Regions from separate parts of the Sus scrofa genome. Here region 1 is linked to region 2. A link is a contact called in public Hi-C data. All regions are on one chromosome and are shown on one strand. Each heading gives the region's core, a stretch centred on a gene start, on an enhancer-like site or on the middle of the called end of the contact. The rest is flanking DNA. Distances are from core to core; before and after follow the strand shown.

Region 1 (6,516 bases), core at 1,938-4,437, 200 kb before region 2:
ACAAGGTAGGAGACTAGCTCAATGTTCCCCTGGATCCTTTGCAATTCTAGCTTAGAAGCATCTCGAATTCCTTTTTCTTAAAGTTCTCTGTTCTAACGCTACTCCTTGAAAGTGACAAAACAAATATATTGAACATATGCCTGATCAAAATCATGAAACTCATAAGAAAGAATGGGGATTTCAACAAATTACCCAGGACACTGCTTCCTGCCTATTTATTCACAATCAAACCAGCTTCTGAGAATCCAAGATGAAGAATGTGGAAACAGACAAATGTTCATTGAGTGCTTAATTTTCACAAACTTCTTTGCATAAGGTGTTTTATTTCTCCATTACAATACTGTCGAATAAGCCAAGGGCAGATCCGAGAAGGTGGTTTATACAAAGTCACAAAGCTAGTAAATTTCCCCACCACCATCTTATTAGCTGCTCCCTACCACCAATAAATACCATTTTACAATGGAAGAAACAAGTGCAGCCCAGGTCACACATCTCTCTGATTAGCGGTAAAATCAGAATTAGGATCCAGGTTTCCTGACTCTGCTTGGCTGGGCCGATACTATTTTAGTTGCTGCTTTCGGGAAGAATCGTGGAATCCTGACTTTTACCCTACTTACATCAATTTCCTAAACATTAGCACTACTTCTGAAGGGTAAACTTACCTCTAGAGTTTCAAGTGTGGCTCCAGGAGGTCTTCTTTGGTAGCCCTCTGCAGATACTTTGCCGATGCTGTGCTGATGCCTGCCCTGTAGTGTAGTCCTCTGCCTTCCCGCTTTTCCAACAGCCTCTGCTCTCACTGCATCCACAGAATTAGACAGTCTGTCAGCACAAATCCTACTGCCCCTGCCTCCCTACAGTTTTCTCATCTTTAGTAATGAGGCCTCCATGTGTCCACTCAGCCCCAAAGGCCTTTCCTCATGGTTTAGGCCAGGAGGATCAAAGCCCCTCCGCCATGCCTCTTAGAAGTCCAGTAGTTCTCCCCTAAATGCAATCCATTTGACTCATTGCCCCATTCTGGCCTTCCCTCTCTGGATGTCATTAACTCAAGAATGGCACAGTTGTTGTCTCAGGCTCTGTCTTTTTGATTTGAAACAGGTTTATATTAATAGCTTCCCTGGTTACTTCTTTGGCCATAAATTAACTCTCCTGTTTATTAAGGCATTATCCCAAGAATGCTTTAGCTAAAATACACCCAAAAATGTCTGGATGAAGTGACATACGAAGCATGTGTGGGATTAACTGGACCATCTGACCAACACTGGGGACCTTGAGTGGGGAAAGATTCAGAAAAGATGCTACCTAGCAAGGTGGGATATCACCACCAGGGTTCTATGACACTGGGCAGAGGACTAAAAGAAGGGCAGGGATCTCAGACTGTCTTTACTTCATAACTGACAGGAGCAGATCTTTCCCAGAAAGGGAGTGGGAGGTAGGATGTTTAGACATAGAAGAAGGGCCAACAGCTAGAAATAGAGGAACACAAAGAACTAATGACATTTAGGGGAGAACTGACAGAACTTCCAAGGAATAAAGGGCATGAATCTATCACTCTCTGGCATCGTGGAATTGAAAGGCCTTCAAAGCACTCAGGCCAAATTCCAATCCACTGTATGAATGACATGAGCATTTCTTCAAGGGGGTTGCATCCCTTTAGTTGAATGCTCTCAGCAATGGGAAACACCTGACTTTAGGATAGCAAGATCATGGAGGTATGAGGAAAATTTGATTCCTGTACACTCATTTTCAATTCAACAAACACCTATTGAGGAGTTCCTGTTGTGGCTCTGCGGAAACGTATCTGACTAGCATCCATGAGGACGCGGGTTCGATCCCTAGCCTTGATTAATGGGTTAGGGATCTGGCGCTGTTGTGAGCTGTGGAGTGGGTCGTAGACGAGGCTTGGATCTGGTGTTGCTGTGGTTGTGGTGTAGGCTGGCAGCTGAAGCTCCAATTCAACCCCTAGCCTGGGAACCTCCATAGGCCATGGGTGTGGCCCTAAAAAAGGAAAAAAAAATATATATATATATATATATATAATACACTACTATGTGCCGGACACTACAGGTGCTGGACTATAAATATGAATAATATAGACATGGTCCTTGCTATGTGGATTTTACAATCTAGTACAGAAGATAGGCACTCAAACACGCAAACAGAACAGGGGAAGTAAAGGGTGCTGCTCAAACACAAGGTGAGGTACCTCAAACTGAGCCGGGCCTCTGGAAAGACTTCCCTGAGGAGGCTGCGTCTAGGCTGGGGCCTGAAGAGTGTGCGGGGTTAGCTGAGTGGAGGGGGGAGGAACCTATGGGAGAGAACGGGCGCTTGAGGCTTCCCAGCCTCCAAAGTTCAGATCTTGAAGGGCCTTTACATTGATACTGAAAAAAGTGGATTTAATTCTGGAGGCAGTGAGAAGCTGGGCGAAGGGTTTCAAGCAGGAGAGGCACCCCCCTGGCTACGCTGTGAGAGACCCTGCCTGAGGTATGGGGGGTGTCGTGAAGGAGGCCAGAACCCAGGACAGGAAGGCCCAAGGAAAATGACCAAAAGCAAAGCGCTCAATGACAAGATCGAGGCAAAAATAAAGGGATAAAACTCAGAACGTGCCCCTTCCACTCTCATGTCGAAGGTATCCTTCCTCTCTCACCTTTGCTAGGCAAACCAAAGGGGCTTGCTCTCGAATTGCCCTAACACCGCAGAGTGTGGGTGGAGAGACGACTCCATGCCCCTCTTTCCAGATAAGAAAACTGAAGCCCAGCTCCCGGAGTGGGGATCGAGGACAGACAAGAATAGAAACGGCCTCCTAAGAGGCCGCCCGAAATCCTGCACAATCCTTCGAGGGTCCCACGGCCTGCCCCATTTCTCCGTCAGCCACTCCCAACCAGCCGCCTTTGCTATAGAAACAGTCCTCCCGCCCTCCTCAGCGCCTGCGTTTCGTCAATGCACTCTGGGAAATGCAGTCCACCTCTGGTTACCTGCCCGCGACTTGAGCCCACTCTGCGTCCTTAAAGGACTACAGGTTCCAGAAGCCGGCGCGTAAAACTCCGGCGTCTCTGGGGAATGAGGTCCTGCTAGAGAGACAGAGGAACCCGCGGGCGGGGCAGCAGGGAGCCGGGACTGCACCCCCCCAATGGGCGGCCTCCTGGGCGGGGCCCGGGTGGCCATTGGCTACGGAGGCACGGAGGAGGCGGGGTCATCGGAATGAGGCGCGGAGCTGTTCGCCTCTCCAGGTGCTGAGTCCGAGGGAGGCTCCGGTTGCGCGAGCCGAGGTTGCAGGCGCCGCGGTCGCAGCCGCGTACCGCGCCGTCGCCGTCGCGAGAGGCATCGCCTAGAAGCTGGAGCCGTGAAGAGCTCGGAGGAGCTCCTAGACCGCCCTCCAGCCTTTCTGAGGTCGGTGCTTTCAGATTCGCTTTTGTTTTATTGGGGAGGGAATGAATTGAGGCATGAGGGGGCCTGGTGAGTTGATGGGACCTGTCCTCACCGCCCTCAAGACCATTGTCCTGGAGCGCTGCTGACTGTGGCCCCGCGTCTGAGGTCGGAGCAGCTTTGGTTAGTTTTTGTCTTATGGTGAAGGGGGCTCTTGAGCGTGAAGGTAGAGGGCTGGTGACCTGCCCCTCCATCCCTAGTGAGAGGGCGTTAAGAGCTTGGAGCTTCTCTCCTCTAGTGCCTGAAGTCCAGGCTGCCTGGATTATTGAGAATGGGAAAGTGTCTTGAGATGAAAGATTCAGAGGAAGGGGGACTCTTCCCCACAACACCTCGGCTCCTTAAGGTTACAAAGAGTCTGGATGGAATGGATAAAACAGCGGGACGCCTCCTCGTCTGCTCAGAATCTTCTGGGATTATTGAGGAAGGGCTGTTTGGGGATGTCATGAACACCTATCCTAGTACTCATCTCTCTGCTGAAGCCGAGGGCTTCTGAGGAGGGGAAACGGGATGAAGATGGAGACAGAGGACTCTTCCCCTCCCACCTGGACCCGCCTTGGTTATGGGGGGTAGGGGAAAATGAGATGTGAGGGTAAAGGCTGGGAGACCCCTCCCTACTCTGACAGGAGTCGCCGGTACAGGAAAGCACTGACGGGTTCTCAGGGTCCTTTGCGATCTGGGCCCCGCGCCTAAGGTCAGAGTGGCCAGGGGGTGAGGTGTGCAGTGGGGAAAAGTAAGAGGGATTGAGGAACCTCCCTGGCCTCTCCCCTTCCACGCCTTACCACCTTGACCCCCCTCTACCTCGGTCCAGGCCAGGGGCCCTTAGTCGAGACGACCCTCCCCGCCCCACTCCGGAGCCCGTGCTCCTGTACCGCATCGGGGAGCCAGACCCGGATGGGCACGTGCTGGGCGGGACAGGGCTAGTCCCCTCTCGGGCACCCTGAAGCTCCAGGTAGACGCCCACCGCGGCTGTAGACCCTCGGGCTGTTCCGCTCGGCGCAGGGTGCGCCTCAGATCCAGCTACAGACACCTATCTCCCAGCCACGCGGCGGCCGCTCTGAGCGCAGGGCTTTCAAGCTCGGCCCCAGCATCCGAGGGAGGACAAAGCCGCGGTCGCCGCACTGGCGGGCCTGCGCCACCGGCTGGGCGGGGGGCGAGGCCGAGGGAGGGGGGGTTCGGGTGCGGCGCGGGGAGCTTCCGCGGAAGCGTGACAGAAGCCAGGCAGGAGACAAAGCGTGCTGGCTCCTCGCGGGCCCGCGCGAGCGGGGATGGAAAATCCCGAGGGAGGAGGCGGCCGCGCGGGGCAGGGCACTATATACCCCACACCCTTCCCTCCCACCCCACCCCCCCGCCAACTCCCACCCCCGCGGGTCCTGCCTCCGGGTGCTGTGTGTGCAATGGTAACAGGGTCCCGTCTGTGGGGCGTTCAAGACCTGTGACCATGAGGACGTGGACAGGCAAGGGGTTCTGCCTCGCAGAAGGGACCCAAGGTTCGAGGCATGAGTGAGTCAGGGTCCGCAGGATCATCCTGACTAACCCCTCCCAACCCCACCCACTCCATCAGCCATGTTAGGTCAAATTTGGTCGTGTGTGTGTGTGTGTGTGTGTGTGTGTGTGTGTCAGAGTGTAATGTTTGCATGGGCAATGGTGTGGGTCAGAGTTTGAGTGTGAATGTGTATGACTAGGGAGGTGCCAAGGTGTGCTCTAGTGTTCACATGCGTGTCATAGTGAGCTTGTGCATCTGGCTGGCTGTGTGTGAAAAGAATGAAGTACTGTTGGCCTCAGAGGCGGGGAGCAGGGTAGTCACCTTCAACTCTCAAATCACAGTAACGACCTAAAGTCCACTGGATTCCCTCAGGTAAAGATAGCTTCAGGCCATGTGCATGTGGTGCGGCCCAGAAAGTGGGACCGCACAAGTAAGTGGAGCCCTCTTCAGCCCTTTTGGTGCCTTGGGTCTGACCCTAACATCCTCACCAGTGCCCTGCCTTTCCCATCCCTCAGAAACCTTATCCTGCTGCAGTGGGCTGCCTGAGGACCAGAATTCTGTCCCCCACCATCATAGGCTGACAAGTGAGGCTTGGGGAGCTCATAAGCAGAGGGGTTCCTTCTTTGTTTTTTTGTTTGTTTGTTTTTGCCTTTTGGGCTGCACTCGCGGCATATGGAAGTTCCCAGGTTAGGGGCTGAAACAGAGTTACAGCTGTTGGCCCATGCCACAGCCACAGCAATGCTGGATCCAAGCTGTGTCTTTGACCTACACCACAGTTCACAGCAACCCTGGATCCTTAACCCACTGAGCAAGGCCAGGGATTGAACCCTCGTCCTCATGGATACTATTTGGATTGTTTCCACTGTGCCACAACAGGAACTCCAGGAGAGTTCTTACGATATGGGTGCAAGACTGTGTGGCAAGACAACTTTTGTCACTTGGATCTCTATCTGGAAGGGCCATGGGGTTGGAGTTGCAGGTCAGTGACAGGTGGCCTCTCAGTAATACCAGGTGCACTTGTAGAGAGGACACAAATGTGTCACAAAGATATCACTATGGATAGATAACCCTAGAGGATGAGGATAACCCTCTCAAACCTGCCCATTCCCACTAAGTGACCTCCATTTCACAGCACTTTTATGCAAAGGTGCTGTGTGGCTTTGAGATAATCCCCACCTGAGACTCCTTTTCCCATACAACGAGGGGCAGTGGACCTAGAGGAAGAGCAGTTAACAGACAGTAGAGCTACCATCCAGCCCAGCCCTGCCCCAACCAGTCTCTACAAGTATCCACAGCGACCTCTGCTGGGCAGAAGTGAAACCAAGCTGCAATTTGGCAACTAACACTGGCCCAAGGTGTGAAAGCTCAAGGTGGGTGTGGGCATTGTTTGGTGAAAACCACAAACCTTTCTACTTAGTGGCTACCTGCCTGCTTATGGAGTCCTGAGTTGATGTTCTTGTACACAGTTCCTTCAAGTGATGGAACTGACACTGTCCTCATGCATGTGGAAATATTTAAAGAGGACCTAAACGCCTTTGTTCAAGTTTCCATCCAATTAGGGGTGGGCATCAAATTTATTTATGAGAAAAATGCATGAAAAATATTTATCA
Region 2 (6,256 bases), core at 2,520-5,019:
AGCAGCAGCTCTAGGTTCAGCCAGAGTGTGAAGTAGCTGATGGTCCTCTTGGAGCAGAGGTAGTGCACGACTGACGGCTTGTCCAGCTTTGCCTCCAGCTGGTTGCCCAAATCGCCGGGCACTGCAGGGGGACAGAGAGTTCTATGAGGCCCTGGGCCTGGCAGGCTGGAGACCCAAAGGCCTTCTATCTACAGCTGCCCTCAGAGCAGGCAGTGTCGAGTATATTCCAACAGAAGGATCGGGAAATAGGACAGAGCACTGGGCCGCTCAATGAGCCAAAACTGAATCCAAAGGCGGCATTCTAGGACAGGCCGGTATAGAAGGATAGTGAACAGAAATACATGAGAGAGGCTCAGACTGGCATCTGCTGGCCTACCCAGGTCCTCCAGGCCTTTGCTAAAGGCCAGAGCCCAGCTGCTAAACCCTGCTAAAGTTCTAGAGGGCAGATCATCTGGAGGGCCCTAGCGTCTTGGCACACCAGGATGCTGTGCTGGAAAGGGCTATCCTGAAGCACCTACCATTCCAGCCACAGCCCAGTGCCAGTGGTGCGACCAGGCCACAAGGATGACTTCTCTCTACCTGAGGGGGCCTGTTCAGTCTACACAGGGCCCTGGGGCTCTTGTGACACTCAAACCCAGCCCTCCCTATTGCTTCACTAACCCAACAGTCAAGCCCCTTCACAGACCATTTACTCCCAGTGACCTTCAGGCCTCACCTGTTCCCAAACGCCATGGTTTGGTTTTGTTTTGTTTTTCTTTAATAGGGCCATACCTGTGGCATACGGAAGTTCTCAGCTAGGGGTTGAATCGGAACTGCAGCTGCCAGCCTATGTCACAGGTACAGCAACTCAGGATCCAAGCCATACCTGTAACCTATGTCACAGCTTGAAGCAACACCACATCCTTACCCCACTGAGTGAGGCCAGGGATCGAACCTACATCGTGGATGCTAGCCAGATTCTTTCTGCTGAGCAACAACGGGAACTCCCACACATGTAATGCTCTTGACACTTTTCAAACATATTCCAATTTAGGATCCATGATCACAAAGTGGACAACCTGGGAGTTCCCGTCGTGGCGCAGTGGTTGACGAATCCGACTAGGAACCATGAGGTTGCGGGTTCGATCCCTGCCCTTGCTCAGTGGGTTAACGATCCGGCATTGCCGTGAGCTGTGGTGTAGGCTGCAGACGCGGCTCGGATCCCGCGTTGCTGTGGCTCTGGCGTAGGCCGGCAGCTACAGCTCCGATTCGACCCCTAGCCTGGGAACCTCCATATACCACAGGAGCGGCCCAAGAAATGGCAAAAAGACAAAAAAACAAAGTGGACAACCAGTAGTACCTGGCTCTCCTGGGCATTCACTGGGCTCTGGCTGTGACCCCAATCCTGCAGAGGGCACACCCTTCCTGTGCACCACCCTACAGTGTCCTCAGAGCAACCATGGCAGGCAAGTGTGGCACCTGCCTTTACCTCCCTTCATGAGGTGGTGTAGAAGTAGGGAGTCCCCAGAATGATAGCCTCTGGATGACATGCCTATGGACCACGCAGGACAGTGTAAAGACCTCAGTCACTGTCTCCACCAGAGAGGAAATGCCTGAAAGAGGAAGTCACCTGATCTGCTTCATCTGGATACCCTTTGCCCTGGCCAGGCTGTGCGGCCTTTAAAAACACCAGTGGTCACTTCCAGAGCCTCTTTACACCAAAAACTAGAATAGGAGGCATCCATGTGCATTTAACCTCACATAACACTGAGAATATCCTTATTATGTCTACTTTATAGATAAGGCGACTGAGGGTGAGAGGTGGAAATGGCTTGCTACAGTCCCTTCCCCTTGCCCAGGGTCTTCTGTACCCCTTCTCTGGCTTCTGCTTCCTCTCCCTTCAATCTGGGTCCCACCCATAGAGACCAGTCACCCTTGGATGCCAATCCTCTGATGGTCAAGGTCAGGTCGGTCCCTGCTCTGTGCCCAGGAAGAGCTTGTCTGCTGCCCACAATGGGGTTTCCCAGGATTAATGCCAATAGCCTCATACTCTGACGAGTTAGGCAGGTTAGGATTCCAGTTACTCTGAGCCTCTAGGTGAGGCCTGAGGCTCTTCTGCTGTGACCCAGGATAACCCAGAACTGAACGAATTAATGAGGTAAAAAGGCCTAGGACCAGTCCAGTCAGAGACCACACACTTCCCAATGCCACAGTGTTCATACTCAAAACTCCTTAGGTTCACATAAGGCTCCCTAAAGGCCCCCACGATAAAGTCCGGATGACCCATCCAGTCACGAGGCCCGCACAATCCACCCCTGCCCCCACTCCATTCCAGGCAGCCAGGACTGCTTAGTTCCCTCCCTCCGATATGCAGTTCCCTCTGCCTGGAGCTCTCTCTGGGCCTCAGCCCCAGCTGCGTACTCCAGGAAGCCTTCCCCGACTGGGTTGGTGGATTCTCTGTGTTTGCCTATCACAGACCTCAGCTCTCAGGATCATCCTGCCAGCTTAGGGGAAGCAGGACCAAATCTGCCCAGACCCTCTGGTGAACTTGGCATACCCCTGGAGCATTTCTTGGCCCAGAGCTCCTGGTGGGCGTGCCTGGGACTGCATGCCAACCCCACCCTCTGTGATCTGCATCATCCTCATTAAAACACTACAGTAGAAAGAGCATGGGGGGGGGGGTCATGCTGCAGCCGTTCAGTATGTAACGTATACCTCAGCATGCCTCTGCCTTCTAGAGTCCTGGCTGGTCACGGCCTGAATGAGGTACCCAAAGCCCTCAAGACAGAGGCCTCATCCATGTCCACACCCACCAGTAGGAAACACTGAGCGGCCTGGGCCAGGACCAAGGAGAACACAGGCAGGGGAGGTTGCCTAACCCCAACATAGCGTAGTCCAAGAAGGTGTGGCAGAAGTAAGGGTAGAGTATGACATCTGTTCACAGTCATTGTCTCAACTCCTACCTCTGTCTATGGCCACCCTCGGATACCCTTGAGCCTCTTCTCTCAGGCTCAGGGCCACACATTTGCTAAGTCAGGCGGAGCCCTCGTGGAAGGCTAGGAGAGGAATCCTTTCTCCAAAGAACTTCCTTTCAGTAATGCACTCTGAAACTTGTGGGGCTTGAAAGGCAAAGGGAGACCATCTTCTAGCCAGGCCCAAGTCAACGCTGAGGCTTCTGAGAGCCAACTCCGAAGCCACCCCACCTCCTTTGCGGGGCCAAAGGGCCTCGGTCTTTCCAGGTGAAAAATGGGGATGTTTGGGGCTGACATGTTTGGGAATAACGACTGAACTGACGCACAAATGCGCGGTAACCATCCCACTTATCCCTATATTCTACAGTGGAAGGTGACAAGAGTTTCACCACACCCGCGCCCAGCAAAGCGGGAAGCGGACGGACCGACCCAGGTGACAAGACAGTCATATCTTCCCCAATCCCATGCTTAGAGCAGATGCAGAACTGGAAGACAGCCTCGCCCGAGCCCCATCCAGCTGGACGCACGAACAAACGGACCCACGACTGGACGCGCGCCTTACCTAGCACCACCGGTGGGGGACGTCCGGCTGGGAGCGCCGGGTCTGTGAGCATCAGGAGGAACAGGAGGACACTCGGAAGCAGGGCGGCGCGGTAGGGGCAGAGACCCATAGCAGCGACTGCAGCTGCTGGTCTGAGGTGCGGATTCAGCTCTCGCGTCTCGTGCCTAGGCCCGGGCGGCGGCGACGCACTTAACCCCGCCGCTCACAGCCTTCACAGAGGCTGGGCCAATCAGGGCCCGCCTCCTGCAAATGGTCTGCCAATAGGGACTCGCTGCCTGGGCGTCCCTCCCAGTCAGAGCTCACCGCCCCGCCCCTGCTCATCCCGGGCCAACTCCCTTAACCGCGCTGCACGCCGAGTGCATCGATCGGCTGAGGCTCAGCCCGGTTTCCACTCATATTCCCAGCTGGTCGGACCCAGCTCGCCGCTGGACACCCCAAAGTCCACGCTGCGTAGCCCTCACCCCCGATTCCTGGCGCCTCCCTTACCAGGGATCTAGAATGCGCCGGGCCGAGCGGGTCCAATGCTCGCTGCTGCTGAGTGACCCGGATCAAATAAGAGGAAAAAGGGGATAAGTCATTCCCCGGCAACTAGTTCTGGAACTTGGGACCAGGAGCTGACCAGCAACCTTATGCATCTCCCAGGCTGGTTCTTTGCACTCTGCCCCAAGGGCATCTGGGTTCAGGCAACATTAGCCTGGTAAGCATTTCTCTTTCCAGTGAGAATTCAGTTCGCCTGTTTCGGGGTTTCATAAACACCACTTCGCCTTGACCAAGCAGTTCGCTGGCTGGGTTAAGCAAGAGTGAGCTTGAGGAGTTCCCGTCATGGCGCAGTGGTTAACGAATCCGACTAGGAACCATGAGGTTGCTGGTTCGGTCCCTGCCCTTGCTCAGTGGGTTAACGATCCGGCGTTGCCGTGAGCTGTGGTGCAGGTTGCAGACGTGGCTCGGATCCCGCGTTGCTGTGGCTCTGGCGTAGGCCGGTGGCTACAGCTCCGATTCGACCCCTAGCCTGGGAACCTCCATATGCCGCGGGAGCGGCCCAAGAAATAGCAACAACAACAACAACAAAAGACAAAAGACAAAAAAGACAAAAAAAAAAAAAAAAAGAGTGAGCTTGAGCCTCAACCCAGTGCCATGGCCATCTGCAAGTTTCTACGAAAAGCAGGAGGGGTGGTGTTGGAATCTCATGCCCCAGGCCACTCCCACCCCATGCAAACTCATTCCAGAGAGGACACAGACTCTGCACATGGAATTGGGGTGAATAGAGTGGGCAAAAGACTTAACAGCCAGTAATACTCCAGTACCATACTTCATTCTGGAATAGAGAGACCAGCGTGTTTGGAGACTGGAGGTCTTGATCCTTCACATACCCTCTCTGGAGGGCCAGTAAACACCCTGGTTATGCCTGGCTGGTCCCAAGACTTCTGTCCTGCCCCTCCCTCCCTCCCTTCTTTTTTCCTCTTTATCCAGCCTCTCTGGAGTGACAGTCAATGAACATACTCACTGTCTTGGCCTGCCTCTCTTGTGTTCTTTTAGTGAAGCACATTGGTAATTGGGGTACCCTCCTCTCCTAAGGTCCAGCTATCTCTCACCTCAGACCCTGGCCCAGGGGATCCACCTTCTAAAACCACTGCCTCCCTCACCTTCAACCCAGGCCCCAGCAGAGGGCCAGTGTGAGAGAACCTAGAGGCCCTCCTGCCAGGGCAAGTGCTAAGTGGGGGTAGGATAAGAATCAGGACAATCTAGGCTGCCTTGGACTACAGCCACAGTCTGAATGTCTTCTCAGCCTAGCAGCCTCAGGTGACCACAGGCGCCTCGAAGTGTGGCCCTGTCCTTGGTTCCCTGGTGCCCACTCCCATAGTTCCTGCAGATGATAGGATTATGGCCATGGAGGGAGGGGGTGCCAAGGCCTGGTCAGCAATAACCTGTGCTGGCACTGTGGAGAGGGGGCAGCAGGTGAAGGTCTCCCCTTTTGACTATGACCCCACCATCTACATGATTATTCTGGCTACAGACCTGGGGTCATCCTGGACTCTAGATACCTCCTTGACTCTCAGACCCACAACTAGGTGGTCACCAGGTTTTGCCAACTCTACCCTCCCCAAACCAAACTACCCTCATCCATATAGTCTTTTGTCTTTTCAGGGCTGCACCCAAGGCATATGGAAGTTCCCAGGCTAGGGGTCAAATGGGAGCTATAACTGCCAGCCTACAGCTCACAGCAACACCGGATCCTTAACCCACTGAGCAAGGCCAGGGATCGAACCCACAACCTCATGGTTCCCTTGTTGGATTTTTTTCCGCTGCGCCATGACGGGAACTCCAGTGTCTTCCTTATTGATGTCCAATCTATGCCCTTATTCCTGTGGCACTAAAAATTAAATCAGGGAGTTCCTGTTGTGGCTCCATAGGAACAAATCTGACTAGCATCCATGAGGATGCAGGTTCAATCCCTGGCCTTGCTCAGCAGGTTAAGGATCTGGAATTGCCTGAGCTGTGGTATAGGTTGCAGACACGGCTTGGATTTGGCATTGCTGTGGCTGTGGCTTAGGCCAGCAGCTACAACTCCAATTTGACCCCTAGCCTGGGAACCTCCATGTGCCGTGAGTGCGGGCCTAAGGCCTAAAAGGAAGCAAAAAAAAAAAAAAAAAAAAATCAGGTCCCATCACTGTCCACCTAACCCACTCACAACCCTCCCATTGCATGCATCATATGCATCTCACTTACAGTGAGTGAGGGCCAT

What was found. Hi-C and Micro-C count contacts between places; a contact is called where the count stands out from the background.
Region 1: a Hi-C map of embryonic fibroblasts shows a contact between it and region 2, with 3 times the contacts expected there. The contact joins the promoter of SMPD3 here to the promoter of PLA2G15 in region 2. A contact is called at or near these places in 1 of 5 promoter capture datasets (liver) and 4 of 47 Hi-C or Micro-C datasets (embryonic fibroblasts, liver and undifferentiated spermatogonia).

The regions. Positions count from the first base shown.
Region 1 is chr6:29,022,068-29,028,583 of Sscrofa11.1, reverse strand. It overlaps SMPD3 (sphingomyelin phosphodiesterase 3), which reads left to right and starts at 3,187. Exons shown (of 9, transcript XM_005655777.3): 1 at 3,187-3,387.
Region 2 is chr6:28,818,133-28,824,388 of Sscrofa11.1, reverse strand. PLA2G15 (group XV phospholipase A2) reads right to left here and starts at 3,769. Exons shown (of 5, transcript XM_021094161.1): 1 at 3,514-3,769; 2 at 1-121. The coding sequence starts at 3,622.